Linked DNA regions of Anas platyrhynchos: region 2 is linked to region 1. Evidence: chromatin contacts called from public Hi-C data. All regions are on one chromosome and are shown on one strand. Each heading gives the region's core, a stretch centred on a gene start, on an enhancer-like site or on the middle of the called end of the contact. The rest is flanking DNA. Distances are from core to core; before and after follow the strand shown. Region 1 holds the start of CLBA1 (clathrin binding box of aftiphilin containing 1). Region 2 holds the start of PLD4 (phospholipase D family member 4).

The links. Hi-C and Micro-C count contacts between places; a contact is called where the count stands out from the background.
Region 2: a contact with region 1 is called in a Hi-C map of F5 follicle, with 2.6 times the contacts expected there. The contact joins the promoter of PLD4 here to the promoter of CLBA1 in region 1. A contact is called at or near these places in 5 of 8 Hi-C or Micro-C datasets (F5 follicle, liver, skeletal muscle and 2 more).

What each region holds. Positions count from the first base shown.
Region 1 is chr5:8,922,418-8,929,125 of IASCAAS_PekinDuck_T2T, reverse strand. CLBA1 (clathrin binding box of aftiphilin containing 1) reads left to right here and starts at 4,027. Exons shown (of 7, transcript XM_013105119.5): 1 at 4,027-4,164; 2 at 6,320-6,434. LOC119717018 (a long non-coding RNA gene) reads right to left here and starts at 4,176. Exons shown (of 2, transcript XR_005265949.2): 1 at 4,038-4,176; 2 at 2,876-3,949.
Region 2 is chr5:9,066,088-9,072,795 of IASCAAS_PekinDuck_T2T, reverse strand. PLD4 (phospholipase D family member 4) reads left to right here and starts at 3,934. Exons shown (of 11, transcript XM_021275836.4): 1 at 3,934-4,053; 2 at 6,176-6,348. The coding sequence starts at 6,346. It overlaps CEP170B (centrosomal protein 170B), which reads left to right. Exons shown (of 21, transcript XM_072038229.1): 21 at 1-617.

The sequences.
Region 1 (6,708 bases), core at 2,778-5,277:
ATGGGTTCTACAGCTACCTAAAGGGATTTTACAGAGAGGAGGGCATCAGCATTTTTTCTTGGGTGACAAGTGATAGGATGCGAGGAAATGACCTCAAGCTGTACCAGGGAAGGGTTAGGTTGGATCAGGAGAATTTCTTCACAGAAAAAGTGGTTAAGCCATTGGAATGGGATGGCTAGGGAAGTGGTAGAGTTGTCTTCCCTGAAGGTATTTGAGAGAGGTGTGGATGTGGTGCTTAGGGACATTATTTAGTGGTGGACTTTGCAGTGTTAGGTGACGGTTGGACTGGATGATCTTAAGGGTCTTTCCCAAGCTAAATGATGCTATGATTGTATGACAATATTTATCGCATGGGTGGGAAGCAAAGCCATCCATGCCAGGTCAGGATGGGGCAGGCAGTTCATGATGGCTGCTGATGGTTTCACATAGCTGCTGGGTGAATGATTTCCCCTGCAGCTCACAGGGGACTGCTTTTAATGGTGTGCCAGCCCTCCCGAGCTGCCTGGTGATATTTATCACTTCCCTGCAGAGCTGGGCTCAAAACTAATTCCATCAGAAGCCTTGTGTCCCCCCTCACCAAGAAACAAGTACGGAAGAGCAGCACCCTTACTGCGTTGGAAACAGGAGCAGGCACACAGAGGGTGCCGCTGCCAGTCGTGGTGGGGAGGAGGCCAAAAAGCTATCTCACAGTGCGACCTCGGAGGGGTCTTCTGTGGGATCCAGGAATAGCAGCCCTGGAGCAATGCCAAAGCACTGACAGTTCTCCTGGTTTTGCAGCAGGGTGATAAAACCCACATGAGCAGCTGCTGACATGTTGTGCTTGCTTACAAGGTGCGTGCCTGCCACGCTCTCGGTGAAGTGCAATGGGACCTCAAGACCACCTTTAATCTCCTGAAATTTATGGACTGTTGCTTGCCATACCAAGAGCAGGCATGAGGTTAGCAGCCTCCTGCTTCTGCCACCAAATTATTCTGCTACTCAGGAGACATTTTGCCCCATATAGCAAGAATTCATGAGTGCCACCTCTTCCTTAGGGCCCCAAGCTGTAGCTCCCTGAGTTTTAAGGACGCTAAAGGCAGAAGAGAGAACAGTTGGCAAACGGGGAGTAGAAAAGAAAATCTGATAAAAGAAATGAGGGGTTCAGCAAGTGGGATTGCCAACAGAAGGGAAAACAGCTGAGGACAGGAAAGGATTTCAATCTAGAAGTGTCACTGGATGATGGAGTGGTGGCAAAGAGTTGGCAAATAGGAAGGTGCCTCTAGCACCTGGCCCTTTATATATAGCACAAGAACCACCTCAGGATGTTGCAGGAGCTCTGAAAGGTTCGAGTCTCCTTTTGGCACATGTGTTAGGTAACATGCTGGGGGTTCTTCAAGGAGTGCAGCCCACATATAGCTTTGGAAGATGGTGTTTCCATGAACCACCAGAGTGAAATGGCACTTCACTGCCTTTCCCCAAAAGTCATTTAGTTTGGGCTTTTTAAAATCACTCTGAAAACCAGAGTGATTTTCCACAGAACAGACTATCCACAGAAGTAAATGTGAGCTTTGTTTTGAAATGACACTTCTGGGCTGGACAGAATTGCTGAGGACAGCCACTGAACCCAGGGCACATCCATCTCATGTGTGTATCTTCCACACCCCAGGGAAGACGAGAGGGACCTAAAATACATCTTACATCTCCTGGCAAAGGATGTTGACTTTTTTGTAAGTAGGCCTTTCTACAGACAGACAGTGGAGGGGTCCTGTGAAATGGCTTTTCCGTGGTCAGCACATAAAGCAGGTGCTCCAATACCTCTTTAATGTAGTGTGTAGAGGGGATGACTTGCCTCGCACAGAAGCATCAATATTGTTGCCTGCATGCAAGAGACACAAGGGAGAGCTGCCACCTGCTGTTGAAAATACACTGGTTGATCCTTTAGCCAAAATACTAACTGCTAGAGGTGCCACAGAGCAAATATTTCATAGGGGTTGCAGGAAATCCAGACACACCTTGCAATGGGGAGAAGTGTCTGCCCTGAAGCACTGCCATCCTCATTTCTCAATCAGGAAAAAGACAAAGGATTTTACTGATATTTTGAAATATCTGCACTGTGACACCAACAGCAATGTGAAGCTGGAAGGTATCTCAACATTGTTGTGCCAGGAGGAAGTTTAGTGGAATTATGAACCGTACTGTCAAATTTGAGCCACAGCTGATCAATTAAACCAATGTTTAGAGACGACCTCTGCAATTTTTTGTTGTTTTTTTGTTTGTTTGTTTTATTTTGTTTTGTTTTTCAAAAAAATGAGCACTCCATTCTGCTGTTGAAATGACTGCTGATGTCCTAAACATCTGAAAACCTGGGTATTTACACTGAGAAAAGATTATTACTCATCTTCTGAAAAGACAGCTTATTTACTGAAAAGTTGGTTTTGAGTCACCCAAAATTGACCTTTCTTTTTACTTGCTGAATGTCATTTTAAGCCAGTGTAGATAAATGTAACATATTCTTTTTTTTTTCAAGAAAATAATATTTATTTATATTAAATATCCAATATTTAATATAAAGAAAATGTTCATCATTTAAATAGCAAGTTAATTTTGTTTAATGTTTCAATTAAAGGAAGAAAAAGAAATACTGAAAATACAAAGCTATTATTTGTTTTGTTTTTACCAGGAGGGAAAATGAATGAACAAAGCAGTCATCAATATCACCTTAGTTGTTTACAGGGAACCACATAATCCAATAATTCAGGACCAGATCACTCCACAAATGAGTGAAAATTCATATTACAGTGGTGTGGTACTGATTTTCTGTGAAGGTAAATATTTTTCAGCTATTCTATTGAGCTTCTTTATTGCAAATTAGGTGGTTTTGTTTTGGTTTTCCCTTTTCTTTTTTTTCCCCTGAAAGACAAAATGAAAAAGAATAATTCTAGAGTATATGTACTGAACTCAAACAATTTTCCAGGAGGAATGGTGGCAGGAGCAGCAATAGAAGCTGCCGGTTAGTGTTCAGTTAGATCAGTCATTTGTATCAGTGAGTAGTGAGGTTCTGCTCTACTACTTGTATACATTGAAGTGTATAAATATATAAATATAGTCCATGCTTGAAGCTTTTTGCAGACTGATTCTTTACATAAAGACTGGATTTATTTATTTATTTATTCATTTTCAATAGAAGTGATAGTTCAGAAAGAAATTACAGAACTAAAGCAGGAATTACAGGGTAAATCCCAAACCCTGTTTTATGCCAGACAAAGTCACAAGACTTACACACCAAACAAATAACAGGAATTTTGTCCCCAGTTCAGAAATCTGAGGGAAAAAACTGTTAATCCAGCTGTGATACTGCTTTCCATTTAAATTTTTGGCCTAGAAGAGGGTGTCATTTAAAACATGGATTCGCAGCTGCTGCACTCACAGCATTGTCTCTCAGCTGGGCTGAGTCAAGAGATGCTAATTCAGATGGGTCAGGTGGAATCCACTTTACCTCACGCTGATTCCCTCTGATTTTAAAACCTGCCCTAAATACCCAGAGGAGATATTTCTTGGGGTGATTTTGTGAGTTTTTAGCTGCCTTTGCCCGAGAGCGAGGCATTAGTAGGTGCGTCCAGCAGGTGGTGCAGCGTGGGCTCTGGGGCACCATTGCTTCTCCTGTACGGCCTCAGTTAGCAACTGGTGATTTCCCAGGTAGAATTTTAAGGTGTGTTCCTGCTCTTACAGTGGGGTTTCTGAGACCTGGGGCAGCTCCTGACTCTCACCAGCTCTTCCACGGCTCTGCTTACCCAACTGTAAAGGCAGCTTGAATTTGGCAGGGCAGACTCGGGTTTGCAAAACCCACGCGTCCCTTCCCCTCCGGATGCAATGCGTGGTATGAGGGGAGTGTCTCAGCCTTTGCACTGTCTGTCTGCTGCCTTTTGCTTTGAGGAGTGAAAATGTAAAGCTGTGCAAAACAATCTTGGCACTGAAAAAAAAAATAAAATAAAAATGAGCTCCCTTCAAAACTTAAGAGGGCCGCCGGAACCACAGAGGTCCCTGAAGCACAAACTTACTGCAGTGCAGGATGATGACGCTATCCTAAGAAGCTAACAAGTCAGAAGCTTTGGGACTGAATCACAGTCTCGCTGAGCTGGTCAGGTTTCCTCGGAGCTGCAGGCTGCCACGGGATGGCCATGGAGGGTAAGAAATGGCTCCAAAGCAGAAAGAAAACAAACAAACAAAATCTTTCAGAGACCTGCCAATAAAGTTCTTTTGGCTCTGCGTCTGGGCGTTGTTCCCAAAGTCAGCCTCTCGCCCTCAGATAAAACACTACAGCCTGAAATGAGAGTCAGATGTGTGGGAGGGGAGCGCACGTATCTGTGCCTGGGCTGAAAAACATATGTACTGTAATGCCTAGAAAATGCTTTTTATTTTGGGCCTTGCTCCAGAAAACCTTTTTCCTTGCTTTTACAACTGTCCTTTGTTGCTTGGGACTGCCCAGAGTTTAAACCCAGCCCCGAGGACAGGGAGTTACTGCCAACACCCTGAGGGGAGGCTGAGGAGTGTTCTTTGTGCTCTTCCCTCTGCCTCGCAGATGTGGAGCACAGCCTCGGGCACGCTGCCTCCAGCCCTTCTGCCACTCTCAAGAGATGGACGAGAAGGGACAGTCCCCTCAGGCTGGGGGGGTGGCCTGTCCCCAGGGACCCACAGCTTCCAGCTTTATCTGACACAGCCAGGGGGTCGAGTCCCAGCCTCAGTAAAGACAGGAGAAAGGGGACAACCTAGTCCCTCACAGGGCAAAATGAGGGAGAGAGAAAAAGATCCGGAGAGGCTGCAGCTGGCTTGTTCCTAGCGTTTTATCATGGGGTTATATTACTGGGTGGATTGAGGCTTTTTTCTTGTTGTTGTTGTTCTTTTTTGCTTTTTTGTTCAGTCTGTGTCCTGGAATTTTGTGATTATGTGAGAACGTTAGCTGCTCTCAAATTAAGAACAAGCATGAATCGCCACCATCAACCAGCACGTCCCTAGCTTGCCAGATTACAGAAACGAGAAAATATGAATACTTTTTTTTTTTTTTTTTTTTTTTTTTTCTTTCATGCCATGAGTTTAAAATCGATCTCCTGGCTCTTTCTGGAGGGTGGGAGTTGACTTCCACTCCCTGACCCAGGGAGACGAAGGTGAAGGCCATGGGAACAGCAGAGGCCCCGGGGCACAGACAGTGGATGAGAGAAGGACCTGTTGATCCAGAGAAGTGGGAGAGGATCACAGAGTGGTTTGGGCTGGAAGGGACCTTAAAGATGATCCAGTTCCAACCCCTGCCATGTGCAGGGCCACCTTCCACAGCCCAGGCTGCCCAAAGCCCCATCCAGCCTGGCCTTGAGCACCTCCAGGGATGGGGCACCCACAGCTCCTCTGCGCCCTCAGCGCGAAGCGTTTCCTCCCGACACCGAACTATGGAGGAGCGGGGACTTCACCAGGGCAACAGCCGAGAAAGCTGAGGAGGAGGTGGTGAAGGGGAAGGCGCAGATGTGCCGGGAGGAGGTCGGGCAGGGGAGGCAGGCCGCCGCCAGGCAGGCACACCTCGTCCCGCCCATAGCGACCTGCGGCCACCTCCCTCCTGGGCCCGGGCCGCTGGATCGGCGGGGTAAGGCTGCTCCCCCCTGCCCGACACGGGCCTGGAGGCCAGGGGCTGGGGGCTGAGGCGAGCTCGGCTGCTGGGGGAGCCGGGCTGGGCTCGGTGTGCCCCGGGGGGAGCCTGGAGGGAGGCTGCGGACACCCCCCCCCCGCCTCCGCCGCTGCCCCTCGGAGCCACTCGTGGGGCTGGAGGCGCTCCGGGGGTGCCTCTGCTCGGGGGTGAAACGCCGGCCTCACGGAGCCCCCGGGGAGATTGGAGGGTCCTGGGGGGCTGTGAGGGGCTGTGAGGGGCTCCCGGTGCCCGGTCCGGCCTCCCCAGAGCCCCCCCGGTCCCTTGGAGCTGTCCCCAGCCCAGGTGGGTGTGCGCCGGGGGTAGTGCCTGGCTGCTCCATCGGGGTAAGCTCTGAGGGAAAAAAAAAGAAAAAAAGAAAAAAAAAATCAAGATTTGTTCTGTTTCTCTGCTGAGAATGTCTCATAGTGACCGGTCTCTATAAAACGTGGTGTTACTGCAGCTCTGAACGCCCCCACGCCTGCCAAAAGCAACCCCTCGGTGGGAAGGATGCTTGAGGAGTTGAGATGGATCTGAAACGACAAAGGCAGCGTCGCATATGTAGTTCACAGATGCCAAATTGATCTTATTAAATCACTCTTAATTGCTTAAATAGTTGGAGGCACTATTGCTTTTCACAGCATTGAGCTGCTGGTTCCTGTGTTGCTGCAGGTCACATTTGCCTCTTCGGTAATCTTTCGGACTGCGAAAGCCCAGGCAAACAAAAAGAGCCCTGTCTGCAAGCAGTCCAAGCTGGGTGAAACTGTTATAACGTTGGATATTGGCTGTAAGTATTTCTTCTTGTCTGCTGTGTGTATGCAGTAAGTACTCAGTTAAGATCCAACAACTTCTGTTAAATATTTTGCAAATGTTGTTATTAATTTCACGGTTTTCTTGTGATGTGGGCAAAATTATTTGAAATGTATACTGAAGTGCTGTGATTTTTCAGTTGCATAATACTGGAACGTGTTTATTTTAACTTGAGCATTCTTTCTACTACCTTATCGACTCTCTTTTCTCGTTCCTACACAGCCCTTATCACAGAAGTATTTATTTACAAT
Region 2 (6,708 bases), core at 2,685-5,184, 140 kb before region 1:
CACCCCATTTGTACTTGTCTGCTCCAGATACGCCAAAGAGCTAGCCACTTGAGTAACTCTTCTGTTAATTTTCAGTCTTACACATGGTACTGTGTGCATCCATGCCTCCGTGACTGCAGGGTGAGCGTGCCAGGTGTGTCTTGTTGGCCTGGGACCAGTGTGCAGGATGCCTTTTGGCTTCGGTGAGCTGTGGATGGGCTTCACGTTGAGCTTGGTAGGGGTGACGCTGACCTGTGGGTCGTTCTCATACCGTTTTGCTTTCACATGTTTTGTATTTGACTAAAGAAATGTAACGAAGGGTGGGATTTTCCAAGGCTTAGGGAAGCGAGCGCTCAGGCTCTTGTGGGCTTCCATGCGATCTGGGTGCCTGATGCCTTGAGCACCTTTCAAAATCCCAGCCCTCAGTTCTTCCACTATACTTGAAAACCATGTTCTCAGTTCAGCGCTTTCAAATGTAAAAACCTGTTACTCTGTGCTGGGATGAATGTAAATTCCTGGGAGAATGTGTATGAGCTTTGTGAGCGAGGACAACAATTGTACCTACAGTGAGGTCATGTCGTGGTCGTGCTCCAGGAGAAAAGAACGTCTGCATCATCTTTGAGTAATATTTTAGTAAAGGTAAACCTAGTGGAATGTTTACATACAGCCTACTGAAAAAAAAAAAATTAAAAAGAAAAAAAAGGAAGAAAAACTGTAAGGTAGTTAAGTGCAAGATTCTACTAGTTTTTTTCTTGTTTTGCAGATCACAGTAGCTATTTTTGAAGTTTGGTAAATGTGTATAACTTTTGCAAAGACCAGACAGAACTACCTGTTCACTTTTGATGTGCCCCATGCTGAATTGTGCCTATTTCACTATCTGCTGTTGTTATGCTGCTGATTCTGCTGTTCTGAACTGTTCACTGGATCATTCCATTTGCATGCAACACAAATGCAAGCTGAGCTGTTTGAGAGTAAAGCTGAAACACATTTGTATAACTTGAACTGATTAATGACTTTCTCTTTTCCACACCCTCTGGAAATGCTGTGTATAATTTTGATTTGTTTCTCCTACCTTGATTTTTTTTTTCTGCTTTTTTTAATGGTAATTTATTTTTGTTTGGATTATAGGCAGTATCTGTACATTTTGTTCCAAGGTGATATTGTGGACGTCTTTAAAAAATAAAATAAATTGTTATTTTATATAATTTTATCATAAAGTTGCTCTAATAAATCATTCTTATATCATGTGACAATACGATTCTGGAATTTTGTGTGTTAATTTGTTGAGAGTAAGTGCTCAGTGGACTAAATTTTCCAACTACCTGTTTACTTTGGTGTTAATAAGCACAGCGTAACGAAAGACTTGCCAGCAACTGAAGACATAACAGTGCAGCTGGATCCCTTCTGGTGCCACCTGTGGCTGGGGCAAGTCCCTCTCTAGCAGTACAGGAGTCCCCTCTGCCCTGCTCTGGGATTGAAGTCTGCAAGTCCCCGTCACCTGAGGGTGGTCTTACCTCTTACTTCTGTATGGTGATATGTAATTTAATTTTGCTACTGTTTTATCTCATTGCCATGATTAACAGTGGTGTTTTAAAACGTTAAATCCAGCCTGGGTATGATCATGCCCCAGCAGGTGATCATAGAAAACTACTTGTACTCACTCTTTTGCCCTCATTTTTTGTATGTTGGATTTTTACATTTATTATGAATGTAAATGAATTATGATTTTTTTTTTCTTTCACTACATCATTGTCTTCTATTCTTCCTGGAGTTTTGTCTGACCTTTGCATCTTTCTTGGCACTTTAGAAACAGTATTAATTCCTTCTTTCCTTCTGCACAGCCTTCAGGTGCCTGCAGCTTCACCTGCCCTGCTCGGTGCTGAGCTGGACTTTGGCTCCACATCCTCTGTGTTAGCACAGCTTCTCTAGGAAGTACAATAGCACAATAGTACAATAGCAACAATAGTACAAGAACATTGCATGGTTTCCAACAAGAACTAAAGTGCAGAGAAAGGAATAAAAAAAATTTAGGACCGAACCAGGCTCACTGAGTGACTTCCCATTCCCTGAAGACTTTTGCATAAGATCCTTGAACATTAATGACACCTTTGTACTTAGAGTTAAGAGTTTTAGGAAAGGGGGTTATTTAAATAAAAATAAAAATCTGCCTTATAAGAAGCTTTCTCAAGCTTTTCTATTTAAGTCTGTCTGCTGTGTCAGCAGAGAAGGTTTCCCTGTTCTCTAAACCACAGTCCTGAGTTGCACATAGTATTACCTCTCTGCAGGCTTCCCCAACAGGATGGGGTGGTATTTGTGTTTGGATGCTATGCAAAGTGCTCTTTGGAAATCAATAGTGCATCCACTTCACCAGTTTGTGAACGCTGACTGAACAGAAATCAGAGGTAGTGGAACTGTGGCCAAACATTTGCATCATGATGAAAGCTGCTATCTGGCACAATTTAAAAATAAGTGATAGAAGGCAAATGTGCCGATCTCTGCGCATCTTCCCGCTGCGTGTTCAGCTGAAATCCTGCTTGGGTCTTTTAACCTCCTAATCTCTGCTGGGAAATACAGAGTTTGACTTTTCCATGTGTGCATAGAAAGGAATACCAAAAAGTCTTTCTAGGAGCGAGGTTTTCAGGACCCTTTGTTAGGGTTGAAGTTTGTTGAGCAACCAGAGACAGGTTGTGATGTAAAGACTTGATGTGAAAGTCTACCACCAGACCCTCAAGCCTCCCACCATGGTGTGGGAGGGCCATGCTGCTTCAGCAGGGGCTTTTGTGGACCAAATGGGCAAGGCTGCTGGCCTCAGCCCCTCCTGGTTAGGTGGGGTTGGCTTGGGGCAGCAGTGGGCAGGTTGGCTGGGGGACTGTGGTGTTTTCCTTGGGAGGGCTGCAGCAATTTGGGTGCTGTCCTGCAGAGACAGAAGCATGCCAGGTGCAGTTACCTAGGTGTAGTCTGCTAGTGCATCCGCTGCTTAGATCTCTGAATGATGAGGGATGACCAAGGAAACCAAAAAATCTATGTATATCAGAAAATAATACGCACTAGGATTCTTCCCTGTTTTTTTTGTTGTTATTTTTTTCCTCCTCTTAAGTAAAATCACTAAAAATACCGTACTTGCCAAAAGAATTAGTGCCAGAAAAGGCTTAGTCAGCAGTAACTCTATTACATGTGTCAACAACCGACTTGTAGGAGCAAAAGGAAAGGGAAAAATAAAAGTGACACCCACGGGTCACAGAAAGACAGAACACACTGAAGTTGTTCCTAATCCTTGTAGGTCATATTTCCTAGGTGCAACTGCAGGGTATGTGCCATGAAGGAGAAGTGACAAAACTGAGACAGGAAAGTCCTCTCTGAAAGAGCAAACATAGAGCTATGCAAATCACTGATTTCCTTCTTTTTTTTTTTTTTTTTTTTTTTTAATAAGCTCTTCCAATCAAAATACAGCTAACTAGCACTGAGTTTTAGATTAAAAAACAACAACAGCAACAAAAAACATATTCCAAATACGTCACGTATGAAATGTTCTAAGTCTAAGGTTCATACTTCAATGTATTTATTGAACTTTTAAAACAGTTGAAAGTGAGTAAATCTTTAAAAACATTTTCAAACAGAAAGCCAAACTTTGATTTAAACAGAAATTTTCTCTAGGCTTGTCAGCTGAATCAGTTCCCCGTTCTTGACCTGAAATGACATTTTCTTTCAGCTACTTTGAGCGTCACAGTCTTTTGGCACAAAGTATAGATCGAGCATTTTCCTTCTCGAGCGTAAGGCCTCTGGCTGTTTGTGCTTGCCATCCTGCTGCTGGCTGTTGGCGTCCGGAGCCCGGCAGCTTGGTCCTCATGAAAATGAAAGTGTAATTCTGTAGTAATCTCTGCAGTGATAGTGACGCTCCTGTCTATTCTTAGCTCTCCGAGACGAGAACATGTTAAACCGACAGTTTCTTCTCAGCAAACCTCCCACATATAAAGATCTTTCACTCTGTCTTGTAATACACGTTTCTAACAAACTGGAGACCGAGCATGGCTGTAAAGAGAGTGTGCTAACTGGAGAGTGGCATCCAACTGTAAGGTGAGAGATTTATTTACTCTGCGTGGGGGAAGGCAGCAAGTCAGCAGCTGGCAGAAGGAGCCTCCTCTGAGAAACAGAAGTGGAGGAAGAAAGCAGATTTTTGTTTGCCCTGAAATTTGCCAGTCTTCCCCTCCCCAATGTGTAAGTGGGTCACACAAATCATTTTCCTTCCCCCACAAACCCACTTCCATCCTTAGACGCTCACCACTACAACACTGCTGGTAAGGGCAGAAATGTGTGATTGATGCTGGGCTGCTGTGTGGGATCAGATAAGCAGAGGGAAAACAGCCCTTTGCAGGCTGGAAAGGGGGAGGATGAGGAGATAAATCAGAGCTGTAAGTGCTTAGAGAGCTGCCAAGGGGGAGGAGAAAAATGATTCAATTTTCTGGAAGCATCCTTTGGGAACAGCAGTCTCTGGAAACCAGCATCTTTGTACCACCTCAAGTTGACTGCTCACAACCTCTGGCACAGCAGAAGTCATTTCAGAGAACCCTGGCTTGAGACTGTGCTGTGTGCTTCCAAGTTTAAAGAATAGGTCTTAAATCATGGGGGAGATCTGCAGAGGAGAGCAGCGTGTGTGCGGAGGTTGAGCTTGTGCTGCTGGAGTGTTGCTGGTCCTGTGATACAGTCCAGCCTCTCTTAGTCTGAACTAAACTGGTGATACTGGAGCAATGACTCCTTAGCTGCGTGGAGCCAGGAGGTTGTTGTTAGCTCCTGCTTCCAGACTTTTCTTTAATACATCCAGGATGTATTAATACAGTCATGAAGAAGTACGATGTAGCACTACCTTAGCGTTAAAGCTGGAAGCGACCAGAGAAAAGTCCTGAACTTCATACAAATATGCTGCTTCTTGTGAGGTGAAATCCTGAAGCCCATGAAATCCATGGGAGCTTTGGTTATTTACGTCAGCATAGTTTATGCCAGAATTTCAGTCCAGTGTACAAACAGAGCGAGGCAGCTTATTGCTAAGCTTGCTCACACGTGCATCGCTGACTTGAACCCATCACACACTTGGCTGCTGCGATGTGTAATTTGGATGCTCAGCCTCTGAAGTCAGTGGAGGAACAGGGGCACTTCCAGAGCAATTTGGACCTTTAGCATGGCTGCTCACTGGAGTTGCCTCTTCTCTCTGAGTGCAGACAAAGGCTAGGTCATGCAGGATCCTGTCTGCAGCTTTCTGGTAACTTGAGGCTAAAGGGGTGGGAGTAGCCTTCACCTGGACCCAGCCCAGATTTAATGGAGACTTAAGATGTTCCCAGTGATGGGTAATCTGTGTAGAGCAGTACATTCAGGAGTGAGCTGTCTGGTCACACAGGCTTCATATCAACTCCATGACCTTTTTTATCACATTTGGCCTCCTTTTAGTAACTGCTCTGTTGGTCCCAGGGAAAGCAGAAGATTCATAATACCATTATCTTCCCAGAGAAAGGCCTCTTTCTGCTATACCTGACCTATCCTCTGGCTCCTATTTTTTCCATCTACAGTCACTGTAGAGCGACCTCCCTCAGATGCCAAAGCAGGGAACTGCATTATTCATTTCAACAGGATCGAGGGACTGCCTGGAGAATTACAGCAAAGTGGCTACCTGGGTAGTATTGACTTCGTAAAACCTTTGGATTTTTGCAGGAGACATGATTTCTTAGAAGCTGCCTCAAACTCAACATTGCACATAACCTTCACCTTCAACAATTTCTCATCAAATTCCAGATACATTTTATTTATGAAAGCTCTAAGATGTATTATTTCAAAGGAGCTAGCTTGCTCTTTTACATATATCCAAGGTCAACTGAGCAGAAGAGTTTGATAAGCAAGAGGAGCTAGGTAGAGAGGTGGCATTGAAGGGTTTGCTCCTAAGTTTGAAATGAAGTTTCTGATGGGCTGACAATGAAGCAGTGAGAATATTGCCATGTCCCAGGCACAAACAGCACCAAAAGCTGAGTAATTCTTTCAAGCAGTGTCCTCTTGTGCTGAGCTAGGCAATAAACTTACATCAGTGAACACCATGAGAATTTAGTCATTCAACAGAGTCTGAATTGTGGGAAGTTATGCCAGATAGGTGGAGATCAGGTTCTGGAACCTAAGAATTGAGTAGCAACAGCTAGATGGCAACTTGTCTCTGTAGTATTCATTGTGGAACTCGGTGCTTAAGAGGAAGTACTCAGCAGGAGGAGGAAGAAAACAGAAGAACCTGAAATAAATCTACTGGTGAAAAGCGTGTGCACCATCTCCTCTCTGTGTAGTTGGGAGTAACATCAGACTACAGAAGCACATCCACACAGGAGGTCTCCCAGGATGGTAAGTACACTGACGAGCTTTTGAGGGTGCTGGGAGTAGTAATGGAGAGGTAAATGCACTTAGTTCATTTGAGACCCTTTAAACATCTTGTGGGGAAGATTTTCTAGCCTGAAAAGTCTCACCCTTGTATTTGAAATCCAAGATCTGAAACAGTTTGACCCTGAGGGAGAAAAGAAGTAACAAGTATTATTTTGGGGTGCAGGGAGAAAGCAACCCGATGCAATAAACAGCCTCCTGTGTGTACTGTGTAGATTGGGGTATTAGCTTGTGATCCAGTCTGTGAAGCAATGCTAAGTGCTTGCATTTATTACTCTTGGATGAACTTTAGTCATTGAAATTGGCAACCGGTGAAGCACTGAA